Linked DNA regions of Sus scrofa: regions 2 and 3 are each linked to region 1. A link is a contact called in public Hi-C data. All regions are on one chromosome and are shown on one strand. The core of a region is the stretch at or near the end of the contact, and the rest is flanking DNA. Distances in the headings are between cores, read along the strand shown.

Region 1 (3,073 bases), core at 331-2,830:
AAAAACAAGGCCCTAATACTCACCTGGCCTCTTTTAATATAAAAATTGTTTTCGTTAATTAAGCAAGCACATTTTGTTAGCTTTCCCTGCAATTTTATCATTAGCTGGTACCAGAGATGAAAAGAAATGGTACAAGACATTCAGAAAAATGGACTCAATGAATCTTCCAACCTCCCAATCTTCTCTGCTATCTTTCGCCACTAACTATCTGATTGGTGTCCAACAAAGTTTACTGTCAGTTTATGCCATATTATCCATTACTTTGTATTAATCACTCTTCTGTTCTCACTCTGTCAGGAAAATTAGAGGGCTGATCGCCCTTCCTTTACTTTAAAGTTGGTGAGATTATTTTTATGGTACACACAGGACATTTTTATACCAGAAACTCTTAAAGTTCTACCAGCAACTTCTGTTATTTTCATCTAAAATAAAGATTTTCTAAAAATAAATAAATAAATAAATAAAATAAAGATTTTCTTAGTATAGCAAACCAAATGGTCCGACTAAGCCACTTTTACAGTAGCCTGCACTGAACAGAAGACAAGAACTCCAGACTCAGGGGCTGAACTCTCACATCACTGGACCAGGTGAGCCTCAAAAGTTTTAAAACTGAATTTCATATACTCCAACTGCAGATCTTCTAATTTCAACAAAAGGGAGATTCTAGTGTATGAGGATTTCAACCGAACCGAATTCCAGCTAGCCTATCTGCCACCTCATTACCCTCCCCTAATATCCAACTTCTTTCCCCCCTCTAAAAAAGAAAGGACACTGTACTTGGCCTTTGGTAATTTCCTCTCCAGCACTTTACGCTGAGTTCCTCCAAATTCTCTACCTAGGGGGCCAATTGGAGGCACCATACTTCCCCAAAAAACAAATACCCATGAGTGGAGCGACTCGAGAAGGCCCACGGTCCGAATCTGCTCCGTACAGAGCGCTTAACCCTGTCCACACGTTAGAAGAGGACCGATTAGGAGACGACTGCTCATCCCCACCCCAAGACTTTGGTCCCGCATCCCAGAAGTGAAGACCCTGAGATTTTAGGGAACTACCGTTCCTTCCCCCGTGAACGGCAGTCATAACCACAGTTGGGGAAGTGGGGCCCAATCAACGTACACCGGCCTAAAAGTCTCGGAGACCCGAAACCGCGCGAACCCGCCCAGTCACTTGAGGCGCTCCAAAAGCCCGCGGGGCGCCCCGCCCCCGCAAAGCCCCGCTCCGCACCCAGGCCCGGCTCTGCAGGGGTGCCCCGGCCCGGCCCCTTGGGGCGCAGATTAGCCCCAGCCAGCCCTGCCCGCCTGGGCCGCAGACCGGGGGGGCGACAGCCCCGCGCGCCGTCCGGCTCCCCAGGAGGGCCCGGCCCGACGGCTGGCGGCGGCTCACCTGAGAGCCCGGCCGGGACCGGGGCGCGGAGGCAGAGGGAAAGAACGTTCGAGGAGAAGCCGACGGGGCGACAGCGTGCGCCACCGGCCACAGCCTCTTGCTCCCGGAGCGTGTTTTCAAATCGCCTCGTCCTCACGCGGCCGCGTCTCCTTCCGCCGCCCGGAAATCAGGGCCCCTCCCCCGCCGCGCCGCGCTCACGTGATCGCGGCCCGCAGCCGCGCGCAGCCGGAGAGGCGGGCGCGGGAGCGGCAGGCCCCGCCCCCGGGAGGAGGGGGAAAGCGCCGGAAGCCCCCCACTCTCCGGGAAGCCGAGGGAGGAGGGCTCAGGATCCAAGGACAAAGCTTGGTTCTAAGTCTAGCTCTGAACTTCCTGGGCCTGCCTTTCGGGGGGCGTTGCCCCAGCTACAGCTAGTAGGGAGCATGCCTTTCTCCCCATGCTAGACCACTGTCCTTCAGACCTGGAGCCACATTCAAAGAGTCTAAGTTGAACTGAATCGAGAAAGTGAAAAGTTTAAGGTTGAAAGGACCATGGAATTCCTGGGAACTTTAACCTGGATGGAGCAATTAAGAATTAGTTGACTGAGAGGAAAATACACCTAGTAGCTGGAGCCTGAAAGTCTTAGTTGAAGATTTTACCTAATATTTCAGTTTCTCAGCACTAAGATTCCTGATACTGAAATTAAGTGGACCCAGGGAAGTTAAGGGAGAAATTTAAATGCCTGGGAAGGGGATGAGAAAGCAAAGGGAATAGGCTTTTGAAAGACAGCCCTGCCAAAGACTGTCTGGTGGCATGGAGGAAGAAGCCCCTGGTGTAGATTTTAGAATTTGATTTAAATTTTTCTCTACAGTTTACCAAAGTATAAAACTTAGTAAAGTTGACAGGAAATGAGCCTCAGTTTGCCGGGTAGAGATTCAGAGTAATGATTTCTGAGGTGGGGGGAGACCCAAGCACTGGGACTAAGACCACTCTTATTCCTAGTCTATGATCAGAGACAAAAAGTCAGACCCAAATAACCACCTCTCCCTTCCCTGGCAGTTCAGCTATACAACCATAATTGGCCTTGAATCCAGCATAAACATTTGGGAATTATCAGTGTTACATGGCATTGAAAGTTATGAGTCAGAAGAGGAGTTCAGATACCCCTGAAGTGCAGACTCAGGTCTGACACTCAATATTTTCTTTGGACACACATCTGCTCTACATCTCAAGGTCAACATGTCCAAAATGAAACTCCTGATTTTCCCCTGAAAACTACTCTTCCTACAGCTTCTTCACCTCAAATTCCAACTCCATCCCTTCCAGTTACTGAAGCCAAAACCTTTGGAGTTTTGGCCTGGCTTCTTTCCTTCTTTCCTACCTCACATCTAAGCCATCAGGAGATTTGATGTACCTTCAAATATATCCTGACTTCCACCACTTAATACAACTCTCTTGGTACCATCATGGTCCAAGCCAACTCATGATCACTAAAAAGCCTCTAAATATGTCTGCCTGCTTCCACTTTTTTAAAATAAAAAGAAATCTGATCTTTAAATATTGGTAGGCAAGTACATCTTTTTCCTACTATAAAATACTGTGTAGGGAGTTCCCGTTGTGGCTCAGCAGGTTAAGAACCTGACATTGTCTCTGTGAAGATGCAGGTTTGATTCCTGGTCTTGAGGGCTCAGGGATCTGGCACCACCATAAGCTG
Region 2 (3,073 bases), core at 319-2,818, 220 kb before region 1:
TACTTCAGTATTTTTGGAAGGAGAGACCCACAGTATATAATGCAATTGCCTAGAAACAGCTCTACAAAGAGTATTTTCCTCTACACAGAAGCTACTCATTACTTTTAGTTTTAAGTGACAATAAGACACTTTTATCATTTAGCACTACCATGTTCATATTCAACTTTTAGTTCTAGGAAGAACTATGACATCCACTTTAGTTTTTTATAATACTTTCTCTGAAAAGGTTCAAGTACTGTGTATGGCTTTTGCATATGATTTGGAAATCACAAAGAAAGAGGAAGCACAGAGAAGAGAAGGGGAAACAAGAAGAGAAGGTATAGAGAGAGAGAAATTATTTCAAACGCAAATATTAAAAATTTAACATAATATGGTAGAATAAGCACTGAGAGTCCATAGACCTGCTTCAAATTCCAGTTCTGCCAGTAACCAGCTATATGTCAATTATGTTTCTCACAATATAAAGAGTGATTATGACTTAATGTTCACCTTAAATTCAGCTTTTAAAAAATAAACTGATTAAAGTATTTTCAAGTATTGTATTATAACAACAATTAAAGGTATATCATTTTATCATATGGAGTTAGTCTTTCACTTTTGCCTCAATGTGACCTGCAGCTTGGATTACTTAGGTTGCACAAAGATGTACTTTGGAGGAAGAAGGACCAGGGGAAGATTCCTTTACAAGATGGGATGGTACTGAGCCGGTGAGAGAGTTAAAGAGTAAGTGCGTATGTATACAGAAGACCAGGTCATTCACAAATCAGGAGCACTAAAGAACAAATGTGCTTATATTTCAGGTGGGGGGCAGTGAAACAAGACGTGAGTGAGGCCCTGAGCTGAGGCTTTCTGGTAATCAAAGCCTCCACCCTTCAAACCTTTACTCCCCCGGTGGACACCAGACCAGTTTCCAGTTCCGGGTTCCCAACCAATCGTATCAAGCCACAACAGAGGGCTCCGCCAAACCGGGCACCGTTTCAGGGCTCTAGAGAGATTCACACGACCCCAGCACCTGTCGGCCTCACATTTTTCCCAAAAGGAGGGGGTGGGAGGGAGCAGTAGGTCTATCCCCCGTCCTTTTGGACTTAGGCTACCACGAAGTCCACGAGCCCTTTAGACCAAAACAACCTCCGAACTCCGTGGGAAGGGGCGCTACTAGCCGTCACCCTCCCAAAGATCCTTCATTCAGGGCTAATTCTCCTGTTCACAGGTCCCAACCTCCGACAGTGGTTTCTCAGGCCTTGGGAACCCCGGGCCTGGGAAGCGGACAGACGGATGTCGAGAATGAAGGCAGCAGGAGAAGGTGCACTCCTCGCCACTAGAAGAAAAGATAGGAAAGCAGGAGTCGGGGCAGCTGTAAGCCTCTTGGCTAGCGGGGGAGGACGTCCGTGAGTCAGTCGAAGGGTCTGTCATTCCTTCACTCACTCACCAGGAGCAGGAGGGAGCATCTGAGGTCGGGTAAGGATAGGAAGACGGCAGGATTCATGGTAAAGCCGGGGTCCGCGGCAGGGACGGGCCTTGGCGGCTGGGACTGGAGAGGGTTGGGTTGGGTTAGGAAAGGGCTGGGCTCCGGGAGCCGGCGGTAGCGGAAGACTCTCCCGGCAGCGGCACCTCGTCCTCTCGACCCGGAGCTCCAGCGGCGAACACCCGGGACAATTTCCAGAGAGGCCTCTCACATCCTCACTTCCGGGTCCTGCCCACCTCGGAGCATCTAGGGAAATGTAGTCCTGGGCCATTTTCAAGGATCAGGACAGCGGGCGCCCAGAACTCTTTTCCCATCAGGCTCTTGGCCCGAGTCCACCGATTCCGCTGCGCGCGGGGACCTGTGGGATAGAAAGGGCGGAGGGCGGGTGCACTCCTGTGTTTTAGAAGATGAGAACTACAATTCCCAGAAGGCTGTACAGTCGAGAGACTGGGACGGCCTTCTGAGGGATTCCGCTAGTTTTAGCACGGTGGGCTCTATCCCAGCCGGATGTAGTGGCCTGACCTGGTGAGAGGGTCGGGCCAGCGGGGCTCGTCCCTCCTGGAGCCACCCCTAGGAAGTGAGTCCTGGAGGAGGCGAGGGTGAGTAGGAGGGGGCATCGCTGGGGAGGCACTAAACAATCTGCCACGCCTTGGCCCCTGCCTCAAACTCAAGGGCCTCTTGGCCTGAGTTGTGGCCTGAACCTCCATCACTAGCCTCCTTGCCTGCTACCTCTTCTTTCTGCACTAATTCCTGCATTATAAAAGAACCACTTCTCTGGGTTTCAGTGGAATGTGTCAATAACTTAACCCTAATTGTTTCTTTGGCTCCTGTACGGAATAGATATGGGATGGACTGGAAGAGCACGTTGTAAAGTGAAAACTCAGTGCGAGAGTGATTGCTGCTAATGCGTGGATCACTCTTACAGAATAATTACAAAATTCGTTAGCCAAGTAGTTGAGGAACTTAACCTGAGCTGGGTTAGCTCTCCAACCCAGCCAAGGCACATGCCCCAAGTGGTAGCCACACAATCACTGCCAAGTAATCAGGAGGTACTTGGCTCTTCTGTGGTTCTCCCTACCCCTTGCCTTTCCTTCAACTTCCCTGCTGCCTGAATGGAAGCTTCTCTTCTCTACTTGGATAGCATCTCAACTGTCACCATCAGTGACAACTTACCAAACAATCAACACTTTGGATTTAATCAAAATTACTCTTCTTTGCTTGTGACTACAGCACCACTAGTTTTCTATAGTTAGAATTACTGGAGCATTTACTACACTGGCTTGTTTTGTAATTAGTTGATGATGATGGTACTTTTGCATTTATAGCATTCCTTAATTAACAAAGTGGTTTTGATTTTCATCTATAGAAGTTTACAAAAAGCATTATAACTAAATATATATGTATATACATGCATATACATATATATATATTTGAGCTAAAAAAAGAAAAGAAAAAAGAACCCTGAAGAATGGATTTCTTGGACTAATAAAAGTAAATAGCGGTAGAGCCAAAATTTTTAATTAGGTCTCTTCTCCTAGTCCAGTGTTCTTATCTCCATACCACTCAGTGAACTCTCTGACAGACAAATGAGGAATTAAAGAACAGAGA
Region 3 (3,073 bases), core at 271-2,770, 190 kb after region 1:
CAGGGGTGCATATGCAGCAGGGGGACCCTGGGAATGTTTTGTTTGTGTTCATACCTGCACTGTATGTATAACCCTCTTGCCTCCCAGCTTTGTAGGGCAGATAGCAATCTGACTTGTTGGTCTGTCATAAAATAGCATCTCTTTCCCTTTCATGTGATCACATGTAATACGGCTTTCTGTGTGAAGTGTGTGTTACCTCTGGAAACATTTGAAATATCCTAGGCAAAATGACCTTTTTCTTTTTTTCTTTTTCTTAACAGAAAATGCCCTAAAAACAATAGAGGACGAAGACAGAAGCAAAACTTAGGTCATTTTACTTCAGATACGTCATCCAGAATGGTTTAATCCGATGACTTTTATATGTACACTGACCATGTGATGTACATTTATTATGTCTTTTTTTAAAGAATGGAAATATTTATTTCAGAGGCCTTATTTTTGGACATTTTTAGTGTAGTACTGTTGGCTCGTATTTAGAATATATAGCTACAGCAGTTTTGGACTGTTTAGTAGTCTTTGTTTTATGTTTTTAAATACAGAAATTGATTTCACAAATTTGTACCACATGGTAATTCTAAGACTTGCTCTTTACCCATGGAATGTAATATTTTTGCAAAGATGGACCACTTCACAAATGGTTATAAAGTCATACCCACTTCTTCCACAGTGACCACAGCAAATGACCAAGCATGAACTAAAGGTAAAAGATGTTTACAGATTACTTTTCTTACAAAAAAAAAAATCTAGAAGACACTGTGTTTAGACATTTAAATGTTTTTGAGATTTATTAACTGATTTTTTAGACACTGCCTATCGCATGAACTGTAAAGCTGTGTGTGTTAGATGTAAATTATTTATAAGATGTATGGGCTGGAATTTGATTATTTCTCTCTTTGGAAAAATAATTCTGAATTAATTTTAAAAAGTGTCTGGTAGCAATGATGGAACAGATCACTGAAAAGTAGATTTAGATGTTGTGAAAATAGTCATTAACAAACAGATTGGAATAAAGCCTACTCTATCATTTAAACTACTTTAATACACATTCATTTTTAAAGAAAATACTTGTTTTAACATAAATAAACCAATTGTATCAGTGTTTGTGAATAAAATGCAAAAATGATTGTTAATGATTGGTGCTCTTCAAGTGAGCTTAAAAATCATCTAAGACCTCTATCCAAATTTGTCCTGTAGTAATAGCTGTATTAATAGATTGTTGGTGTTTAAAGATCTGAAGTGTGAATAGAATGTATTCAGCTGTTTAACATGTAGTTTAGGTATTCAGAAGTATGCATGTAGAATTAAAAAATATGTTCAAAATTAAATATTAATTTTAATATTTGGTTTGGAAAAGCATGTTATAATATAATGTTTTCACTATATGGCTTCTGTTTTGGTGTGTTTATTTACTGCATTCTTTCATATCAATATATCAGTACATTTAATGTGTGAAATTAATAGAAAAAGTAGATATCAGTTCAAAATTCCCATTTGCTTTTACAAAAACTGCTGGAAATTGTCTAAAGGCAAAACTTCACCCAGTACTAAGAGTTTGCTTTTTTGGTTATTTGGCTTCTAGGCGTAATATTAGTAACATGGTGGCCTTAGGGAACTTTCTTTTAAACAAGCTTTCCTCTCTACCCACACAGTCTTATTTGAGTCCCTTAGTCAGTCAGTAAGCATGTTGGAACAGCACCCAGTGCTTTGCAAGGGTTCATATTGCAGAAGAGTCACGTATGGGTATTTGTAGTTACAGATACTTGACCAGTCTCCAGGGGTGGGGTTTCCAACCCTTTAAACAACCCTGTTGCCTGTTATCAAGCTAACTTTTTGCTCTTAGTGCCAGAATTGATTTTGGTAAGAACGTCTTTCACTGAGAAACAAATAAAATGGAACATAATGGGTCTGCTTCAAATGCTGATAAAATCCAGCAGAACCGCCTGTCGCATGTTACAGAAGATGAAGACCAAGACGCCGCTCTTACCATTGTGACTGTCCTGGACAAAGTGGCTGCCATTGTGGACAGTGTGCAGGCAAGCCAGAAGAGGATAGAGGAGAGACACAGAGAGATGGAAAATGCCATAAAGTCCGTCCAGATTGACCTGCTGAAGTTTTCACAGTCACACGGCAACACAAGCTATGTCATTAACAAGTTGTTTGAGAAAACCCGAAAGGTCAGTGCTCACATTAAAGACGTGAAGGCCCGCGTGGAAAAGCAACAAACTCACGTGAAAAAAGTTGAAGCCAAGCAAGAGGAGATAATAAAGAAGAACAAATTCCGTGTGGTAATATTCCAGGTGAGCTTGCACCTGAGCTTAGCTTGATTACTGCCATCATGTGCATCCTTCAATTGCCGAGAGGTCACAGTTTCCAGTGTCACGTTGTAACTGTTGTGTATACGTGTGTGGTGGGATTCTGTGTCATCAGAGAGCTCAGGGTAAAACCATGTCTGTGTTCACCGGTGTACTGTCATGTCAGTGCTTTGAGCTTCTCAACCATTTCGTGAAATGTGAACTGTGGGTCTAGCTGAGTCTATTTCTTGCCTTTGAAACTTAATATTGGTAAGCCTCTTTTGGCGTATTAGCCATATTAGCATGATGCTCTCTCGTATCCTTTGAGAAGATAGAACTAGAAGGTGTCAAAGAAGCCTCTAATTAAAAACACCTCTTTGTTGTATGAAACAAGAAACCGAGGACCTATAGTTCTTTATTATGGAGAGCCCGGAAAGCCCTAAACAACGAAATGTAAACTTTTCATGATGTAGATTTGTCTTTTGGAATTTTTACATATAATAATGTGTAAGCCATAGTGGTAAGAAAAACACTGAACAGATAGTTCTTCTTTATTATTATTTATAGTTATATACATGTAGGAGTCACATAAATAATTTCTTATATTTGATGGTAAAGTTTTTTTACTTAGCTAATTTAAAGTGATAGTTTTTGTGTGGCACTGTATATTGAGCTAAGAAGTTCCTTACTCTGCATTTGACACCCGTATTTTTTGAAATAGGAACACATCCATGGCAAATACCTACTATCTATAATATATTTAAAAACTCACAAATTGAAAG

Evidence for each region. Hi-C and Micro-C count contacts between places; a contact is called where the count stands out from the background.
Region 2: a contact with region 1 is called in a Hi-C map of liver, with 8 times the contacts expected there. The contact joins the promoter of ERP44 here to the promoter of TEX10 in region 1. A contact is called at or near these places in 3 of 47 Hi-C or Micro-C datasets (heart right ventricle, liver and skeletal muscle) and 1 of 2 datasets of contacts at active chromatin or transcription factors (alveolar macrophages).
Region 3: a contact with region 1 is called in a Hi-C map of fetal skeletal muscle, with 1.7 times the contacts expected there. The contact joins the promoter of CAVIN4 here to the promoter of TEX10 in region 1. A contact is called at or near these places in 1 of 5 promoter capture datasets (liver) and 4 of 47 Hi-C or Micro-C datasets (embryonic fibroblasts and fetal skeletal muscle).

What each region holds. Positions count from the first base shown.
Region 1 is chr1:242,118,967-242,122,039 of Sscrofa11.1, forward strand. It overlaps TEX10 (testis-expressed protein 10), which reads right to left and starts at 1,581. Exons shown (of 15, transcript XM_001925941.6): 1 at 1,384-1,581.
Region 2 is chr1:241,895,864-241,898,936 of Sscrofa11.1, forward strand. ERP44 (endoplasmic reticulum protein 44) reads right to left here and starts at 1,569. Exons shown (of 12, transcript NM_001137629.1): 1 at 1,430-1,569. The coding sequence starts at 1,486. INVS (inversin) reads left to right here and starts at 1,822. Exons shown (of 17, transcript XM_021066620.1): 1 at 1,822-2,064.
Region 3 is chr1:242,308,497-242,311,569 of Sscrofa11.1, forward strand. CAVIN4 (muscle-related coiled-coil protein) reads left to right here and starts at 1,521. Exons shown (of 2, transcript XM_021066698.1): 1 at 1,521-2,297. The coding sequence starts at 1,890. It overlaps TMEFF1 (tomoregulin-1), which reads left to right. Exons shown (of 10, transcript XM_005660298.3): 10 at 261-1,382. The coding sequence ends at 345.